2 separate regions of the Gossypium hirsutum genome follow, and region 2 is linked to region 1. A link is a contact called in public Hi-C data. All regions are on one chromosome and are shown on one strand. The core of a region is the stretch at or near the end of the contact, and the rest is flanking DNA. Distances in the headings are between cores, read along the strand shown.

The links. Hi-C and Micro-C count contacts between places; a contact is called where the count stands out from the background.
Region 2: a Hi-C map of leaf shows a contact between it and region 1, with 4 times the contacts expected there. The contact joins the promoter of LOC107899420 here to the enhancer-like site in region 1. A contact is called at or near these places in 2 of 34 Hi-C or Micro-C datasets (both in leaf).

What each region holds. Positions count from the first base shown.
Region 1 is chrD04:33,016,054-33,020,562 of Gossypium_hirsutum_v2.1, reverse strand. No RefSeq gene overlaps it. Among protein-coding and RNA genes, the nearest start is that of LOC107898424, 2.9 kb to the right of the region's middle. Within about 2 kb of position 2,207, at least 2 of the 9 cell types and tissues checked have an H3K27ac peak or open chromatin away from gene starts, as enhancers often do. A contact at or near this core is called in leaf, where this site is marked.
Region 2 is chrD04:33,171,278-33,175,959 of Gossypium_hirsutum_v2.1, reverse strand. LOC107899420 (NDR1/HIN1-like protein 1) reads right to left here and starts at 3,392. Exons shown (of 1, transcript XM_016825131.2): 1 at 2,149-3,392. The coding sequence starts at 3,048. The coding sequence ends at 2,419.

The DNA of each region.
Region 1 (4,509 bases), core at 958-3,457:
TGAGACTAGAAATGTATGGCCATGCTCAAATAAGTTGATATGAGATGTCATACTTATTTGTATATTGTAGTCTGCTTAAGGTATCAAGGAACATGTAATGGACTATACAAGTGTGACTATTCCATGACTTGTGTCCAATCCAGAGATAAAAGACTTAAGGATTATTGCATAAAAGGTTAATCATAAAAAAAAAGGTTATGTCGAATCATGATCTCTTGTGACTTAGGTAGCAATGATGCATTGCTAGATGCCACTCATTGTTTGTAACATTGGAATCGTTCTAGTATTACTGCTAACGTTACAGGAACCTACAGGGTCACATCCTATAGTTGAAATGAACGGAATAAACCATAGTTGGTATTATTTTTGGGTTTCGCTTGAATTAAATTAATTATAGAATTAATTTAATTCGATAATCAAATTTCCAACACATTATGTTCAAGTTTGTTGTACGCTTAATGAGGACATGAATTTGGTTAGCATATGAATTCAAATAAATATATGGTTTACCGAAATTATATTATAATTAATGTAATTATAATTTTCGGTTTAAAATATTATTATATTTATTTAATTCCTAAAAACCCTAAAATAATAGGATATAAGAATCCCGTTTTTCTTTGTTTTTGGTCTAGTAGCCGTCAAAGAAAAATTACTTTCAAAACTGTTTTGGGGATTTCTTCCATTCGTAGTCAACTGGGTGGATTACGTAGAGGTCGGAGTCTCAATAGATTGCGGCTTGGTTCGATTGTAGATCAGACTACACATTGTTGAGAAGTTGTTGTCTACTCAGAACAAACATTAGGTAATTTCGTAACCCTTTTCACCCCGATTCGTCCCTCACACATGGATCCGTGGTTAGGGTCGCCGATTATTAAATTTTTCCGCTGCGCCGTAGGGGTGCCGGCGATCCAACACCCTGAGTATCAGGTCGTTACACAAACTTTACTAGGAGCTAAGCAAAGAGTAGCCGCTGTGCATATGTATAGAGGGGCACCCGTAGAGGCCTTGCTTCAGGGTTTAAGTTGCCTATATATGTTATTGAACCACTATCCAAGTTTGTAAACATCCGTTAGACTTAAAGTCTTAGAGATTCATTGCCAGTTAATAAGAGTTGAAATTTCAGTTAGATTTTCAAATTTAAGTCATTAAAGTATGTACCTAAATTAGAATTAGAAAAAATTATTAGGTAAATCTAGTTAATGCAGCATCCGATACCTAGACTTGACAGTTTGGTTAGGTAAAGGGTGTTACAACTTAGTGGTAAAATTTACCATTAACTTTGTAAAATATAGAAATCATAAAAAAATTATAAAAATTATAAATTTTCATAAAAATCATAAAAAATTATAAAATGCATAAAAAATTACCTTTAACCATTAACTTTCAACGTTGACCATTAAAGTTAATGACTCCCAATTTTTTTTTAGTTAAAGCCATCACTTGTCGCAACACAACGTGACATGTGACAAAAAATAATAAAAGTAAAAATCAATAAAAGTTATAGAAAATTATAAAATGTTTCTTCTGGTACAATAATTTTTATAATTTTTTTTACGAATTTTATATTTCTTTATATTTTTATAATTTTATTACGACTTTATAATATTTTATAATATTTTTCTTATTTTTTCTAATTTTTAATATTTTTATATTTTCTATTAAAATTTAATAATTTTTATAACTTTTATTGATTTATAATTTTTTGTCACATGTCACGCTGTAGTTGTGACACGTAGTGGCTTTAACTAAAAAAAAATTAGGGGTGGTTAACTTTAACAATCAACTGTAAAGTTAACGGTCAAAGGAACTTTTTGATGCATTTTGACAGTTCAAATACTCAATTGAGTGCAAAAAAAAAATAGGGGCTTAATTGCTTTTTTTTTAAAGTTTGAGGGTATTTTTTATGCATTTTAAAAGTTTAAGTACCTAATTGAGTGAACAAGAAAATAAGGGCTTAATTGCTTTTTCTGAAAAAATTGAGAGCTTTTTATACCTTAAACCTTTTTTAATTAAATAAAGAATTTATTTTTAATTAATAAAATCTTTCTTCTTGATTTTATTTTCTCCAATCCCATATTTTGTTGCCGGCGCCAAAAGTCATCATCGTCGGTTTTTTCTTGGGCCAGTTTGACGGTGGTAGTGGCTATCATGCTTAAATGGTAGAATGCAAGTGGCCCATCCGAAGCCTATCATGTTTGAAGGCCATTCTTTCAGCATCAAAAAGTCACCAAAATGGGCATTTTCTTTTGGGGATCCCTTTTGAGTTCTCTTCCAACGTGTATCTACATTTCCCTTAACCCTCTTTTAAAACCCTACCTCTCCAAGTTGCTCTCTATTGCCTCTCTTTTCAAAATTTAAGCCCATTTTCCTCATCAGTGGTTTCCTTTATTTTTATTCCATTTCTCTATTATTTGTTTGTTTAGTAGTTAAATCTCATTTGGTTAAAGAAATTTTACACCATTTCGTACCTTCCTTGGTTCAAGAAAACAATTTTTGGCTACCAAAAGACAAGTGGTATGATATAGGTTGAAATTGTAAAAGTTAATAGAGCTAGTCAAGTACTTAAAATAGATATAAATTTGATTTACAATTTTCAATATTCGGTACCAATTAGATCTAAAAGAAATTAGATATAAAGTAAATATAATTTTTCAAGTTTAAGTTGTTGCGTTTTATAAAAATATAAAATTACATTTTGAGAAGTAGTCCATTAACATTATGGATATTATTTATTAAATCTAAAAATAATGAATTAATAATCATTTGAGATAAACCAATAATAAAAAATATATTTACCTAATATATTATTTTTAATATATTAGTTAGAAAAGTTAAAAGAAGAATTAGATGCAAACCTACAGATTTATAAAAACAAAAAAGAGTGCAAAATTTTGCAAAGGAAAAAAAATTAATATTAGTCAAACCATGAAAAATATATATTACACTAGTAAAATGTAGTATGTAACATTCTTGTTCAATTTCGATAATATGGAAATAAAATTGTACGGGTCTTATTTTAACAATTTTGCATTAATAAAATGTAATATGTAACAAGTTTACAACTTCCCAAATTGTATAAAACCATTAATGCACCTAGGGGCTCAATTGAACAAATGTAAGGATATAATTGCACAAATTAAAACATGCTTGAGGGATTAAAGCAATTAAATTGAAACCTAAAATTAGGTATTAAATTAGAAAACAATTAAAAAATTGAGGGGCCTTAAACAAAATTATATCCTTTTGTTTTTTTGGCTGCCACATTCATTTCACGATGGAAGCCCTTTTAATTTTTTTTTCCTTCAAAACAATCGCAAATAAATAATTAAAATACAATAATCAATCAAAATAAAATTATCTAAAAGACATAGCCAATCGTCTAAATTAAAACTTTTTAAAAATAAACTTGGTGGGTGTCCTGTACGAATATATCCAATTCAACATGTTTTGGTTGAGGATGGTGGGGACTGGGGAGGGCAATCTCAATATCAATCCTGAAATAATTATATTTTAAAAAATGAAGTGGGGTGTATTTTTAAAGAGATATTTTGCCAGTGATACATATGAAAATAAAAGGACATTAACAATTAAGTCTTTATTTTTAAAAAATAAAAATAAAACTTATGACAAGATATGAAACAATAGACATCCCCTTATTGGATGTCTTATAATACGGAGATCCATGGTACTGGTAATAAACAGAAATTGGATTTGAGGTTTTGAAATTTGGTGAATAATTTGCTGTGTACCATTTTTTTTTTTTTGAACTTGGATGTTTATATTGTTTAGTTCAACATTTATAATTAAGGTAAGTGGCATAAATTTACAATAAATGTTGAAAACATAGTTATGGGTAAGTAATGAAAATATAAAAAAGAAAAAAAAAGATTTTCTTTATTAGAGATAGGAAGTAAATAATATCTTATTTGAATTTAACTATGTTGAATAGTAGAAGGAAAGCTAATATAGAGAGAGATTCATTTAACGTTATACTATTTGAAAAAATTACGACAATACTTTTCTATATTTAAAATAGGTTATACTATTTGAGGGTATTTTAATCTTTTTATTTTAACAAAAACAAATACGCTTATGATGAGATTTGAACTCCCATAATTTGGACTAATAAAATTCTAAATTTACCACCCAACTATAACTTCATTTTAATCATTTTTATACATTTTAATCATTTTTATACATTTTTTTAATATGCATAATTTATTATCACCATCGGTTGTATATCTATACTATTTATTAAGTGTTTTATCAAGTTGGTGCCAACCTCAACCAAATTATCAATTCGGTTAGAAAAATTATAGAAATGTCATTTTGTAATTAAAATAAGTTATACAATTCGTGAGTATTTCTATAATTATAGAAATATCAAGTTGGTGTCACAAGTCAACTCAATACTAACTCACAAATGATAATAAAACCATGATAAATAATTGTAGTGCATCTAGTCTTGTTTATATTATCTATTTATATGTTTAAATTTAGTTTTCC
Region 2 (4,682 bases), core at 2,143-4,642, 150 kb before region 1:
CAAGATAGAAGTGACAATAAATCACTCATGAAGAAAGCTAGAAGCTAGGCAAATTGTGTTTCCAAAGATAATCTTTCTTTCACAAATGATGGTTTAGAAATTTTAGTCTATTGTATAAATAACAAAAAAAAAAGATGATCTGGTTTTTTATTAATTGATAGGGATCATAGGCATTGTCATAGGAAGGGTCCATAAAATAATTTCTCATATTTAAGAGGCTTGTATTTTATAAATGATCAATCACACCTAAATGAAAGGGGTTAATATGCCATTTGATATTTGACTTTGGTTTTTGGTCAAATTGGTACCCGAATTTGACTTCTTTCAACTATTGTAGTAAAATTTGAAACAAATTTGAAATTGGATGACGTGGACCAACAAGATTGTTAGATATGGCACACATGACACACCATCAACTGAATGTGGTTGCAACCTTAGTAAACATTTAAAAAATAAAACTAAAAAAATTAAAAATATATTAAAAATTATTTCAATGTATAAAAAATTTAAAGACTATAAAAATGAAAAATCATTTAAAATAATAAGTTACAAAAATAAGAAAGTATATAAATTTTAAAAAAAATAATAATTAAAAAAATTAAAAATGCATATAAAGCATTTACATACAATAAAAAAGATAAAATTAATTGCAACATACAAAAAAAATAATCGATATTGATCATTATTGATCGACTTTGATCATCATTAATTGGTCTTGACCAATGATCGGGATTTAGTAACCAATCAATGACATGTGTGTCACATGCAATTTTTTCTGTTTTTTATTTTAATTTTTATAATTTTAGATTTTTTAAATTTATATATTTTTACAATTCATATATAAATTTTAAAAATTGAAAATACCCCTTAACTTAGATTTAATATGAGATTGGAATTTGGTGTTGAAGTGTAGAAAACGGTTGGAGAAAAGTCCAGGCAAGCCCAGTCTAATCTATGGAATAAGGGTTGGTCACTTCGTCGTTGCCTGGTCTAGCCGCCTAGGTGTCAAGAGTGAGTTGCTTTTTTTCTTAAAATATGGATGGGGAAACGCTATCTTCACTCCGCCCGTAATATTATTAATTTATTGGAATCGAATTTCTAATCACAAATTTGAAGGACAACCTATCAAAACTCGTGATTTGTTTTTATGTTTGTATAATATATATTATAAGTTCAAAGCCAAAAATCATATATATTATATACATCTTATACATGTAGATTATATTACAAACTATATATGTTAAAATTATACAAAAATTAAGTGGTGTTGCTTTGGATGGAATAGTTATGTTGAAGCTTTAGAAATTGAAGTTTCTTTAAGTTGAAATTTCAATAAAATAATATTTTATAAAAATAAAAATATTTTTATATTAATGTGTTATTCTATAAAAAAAATAAGATTTTAGTTATTTTTCAACTTAATATTTGTTTGATTGATTGGTGATAAGTATATATAATGTTAATTAAAAATTATTAATAGAAAATAAAACATGGTATGCATGTAGAAAAATGGAAGGACATATAAGAAATTCCCAAATGTGTAAGAGAAGTGCATGTGATGGATCTTAAATTCCTCTCTACCTGTATTTTATAATTATTTCAACTCACACATGGCTGGAGTGTTGATTCATAAAAAATGGGCAACATGCAAATAAAACCCCCCACCTCACTCTTAATACAAGAGAGTAATTGTGAAATAAAATGAAACAAGCAAGAAAAAGCATTGAAAATGTTGTTAAAATAGAATATTTATGACTTATTTAAGTAGTGCTACAGTATAGGCCTGAAGGGTGGGATTGGAAAAATGAATAAATTAAAGTTAGGATAAGGACTGATTTTGAGAGTAGACAAATTACAAAAGGTCCTTTTCTAACACGCAATTATAATTAGGTTGAGTGAAAAGGACCACTAATTCCATTTCCATGTGCCAAAACACCCTATCCTTCCCAATGTCCCAAACATGTTACCGACAGTGCTTTTACTAAATTATATATCTAAAAATTACAAGCGACACCCTAATTAAGGTAGAAAATATTCCTATTTCTTCTTAGGAAAAATAAAATTTAAAGATCCAATGTTTTGAAAAGAAGCCAATTTGTAGGTGAAGAAACAGACAGCACAACCTCCACTAATTGCGATTCTACAAGCTACGGAAAATTATTTCTTCTTGATGTCACTATTTCATTTTATTTAGATATGGAAAACAATTTCTCTTTAATTGTAGATTTTGCTTTAGCTTTCAATTTTCCATTTTTCATTTATTCTATAGCAAAATGTACAATTTCCTCCTCCCCTTATAAAGAAAATAAATAAAATATACTAACGGCGTGAAGTAAGAAACTGAGAGAGAGATTTAATATAGATTAAACGGCGTTAGTTGCCTGGTCTTCTTCTTTGTTGATATTGATGAGTGCTCTCTCACACACTGACGCTGCATCTGGTGACGAGCTGGTACTTAACAGCGTTTTCTCCGACAGAAACGCCGTTGTTTTTGCTCCCGAAAGTGATATAAGCCGGACACCTAACGTTGAGATGATACCTGCCTGAAACGAAAGTCCCAACTTTCCATCTCACCCGTCCATCAATCTTGATCACCATGAAGATCGTTCCGGCAGCTTGTTCGGACTTCAAAGCGACGGAGAAATCGGGAGCTATAGGGACCATGTTCCCGTAGATGAAAGGGGACCAAACATTGATCTCATTATGACCCTGGTATGTTGGAGGGAGAGCTGTCCTAAGGGTGGTTTGTTGGTTCCTGTAGGTGGCGTAGATGACGAGCCTGTCGTAGTAAATCCCGATTCTGTCATTGGGGTTTCGCGTGGATACGGTGACTTGGAAATTAGAAGTGAGGAAATTGGGAGTGGAGGCGTTGAAAGCATAGACGGTGGTGTCTTGGAGGATGAAGCGGGGTTTTGCGGGGCGGAGGATTGCCCATATGATAAGGATTGTGATGAGAACGATAAGGAGGAAGACTAGAAGGCAACCGAAGAGCCTTCGGATGCGCTGCCGCCGGCCTTTTCCATGGTTGCCGCAATCCTTGGCCGTCATGGTAGGCAGAAAGTGAAGGTCGGTGAAAGTTTGGTTCTAAGGGGAGAAAAAGGGAGTTCAACCTATCTATCTGCTTTTTTTGTATAATGAAATGAACGTGCTGCGGTGTTGAGGTTAGTGTAATTGATATTTATATAAAACAAAATTTTTAGTGGATGTGTAATGGATCAATAATTGAATTTATATTAAAGCACTACCTCTCAGTGTAGAGTACTCAAGGGTGTGCTAAGGTAAAAGTGTTCCTTTTTTTTATACATACATACATATAATAACGGTATATGCTTACATAATATGTATTCGCATTATTCATTTTTATAATGAATTAATAATAAATCTGATATTTTTAGAGGGCAAATGACCAAAAAAAACCCTTTTTTTTTCAAAAATTACCAAAATGAGCTAATTATCTAATTATTTATCGGAATGGTCTATTTTCCGCGAAATCGTATCCACGTCAGTGCGATGTTAGGGTACGCGCCAGGAAATCACGTCCACGTCAGCGCGATTTGCTGACGTGGACACAAATCGCGCCCTCTAGGACGCGATTTGCTGACGTGGCATCAGGTTATGTTTTTTAGCTTGGAAAACTTTGAAAGGCCATAACTTTTCGCTCGATTGTCCGATTGAGACGATTTTTTTTATTTCGAATAACTTTTCGAGATCTACGCGCTAACAAACAGCCAAAGGCGGTTTGCCACAGTTTTCATCGAAAAAGATCCTTTTTTGCCCCTAAATTTTGATTTTTTGGGTTTAAAATTGAATTTTGAAACATTCAAATCATTATTTTCCTTATTTATTTGGAGTAAACACCGGATTTTTTTACAGAATTGTTGTATTATTTTTTCTGATTTGACACGTGTATGGAATAGGTTCGATAAATTGTTAGAACGTAGGTAATATAATTAAGATAATAACAGTATTTTAATAATATGTCAATTAATTAGTTTAGTTTAGTTGGTTAATAGCATGCTCATTTCCCTTAGTACCTTGGTTCAAATCTTGTTGGTAACATTTTTTTTTGAATCAATTAACTCTTCTATATTAGATCAATAGCAACAAGTACAAAAAAAATTCAAAATTGTTTCCAACAAGATTTGAACCAAGGTACTAAAGGAAAAGAGCAAGCATATTAACCAACTAAACTAAACTAATTAATTGACATATTATTAAAATACTGTTATTATCTTAATTATATTACCTACGTTTTAACAATTTATCGGACCTATTCCATAAACGTGTCAAATCAGAAAAAATAATACAACAATTCTGTAAAAAAAATCCGATGTTTACTCCAAATAAATAAGGAAAATAATTATTTGAATGTTTCAAAATTCAATTTTAAACCGAAAAAATCAAAATTTAGGGGCAAAAAATGATCTTTTTCGATGAAAAGTGCGGCAAACCGCCTTCGGCTGTTTGTCAGCGTGTAGATCTCGAAAAGTTATTCAAAATAAAAAAAATCGTCTCAATGAGACAACCGAGCAAAAAGTTATGGCCTTTCAAAGTTTTCCAAGCTAAAAAACATAAACTGATGCCACGTTAACAAATCGCGTCCTAGAGGGCGCGATTTGTGTCCACGTCAGCTAATCGCGCTGACGTGGACGCGATTTCCTGGCGCGTACCCTGACATCGCG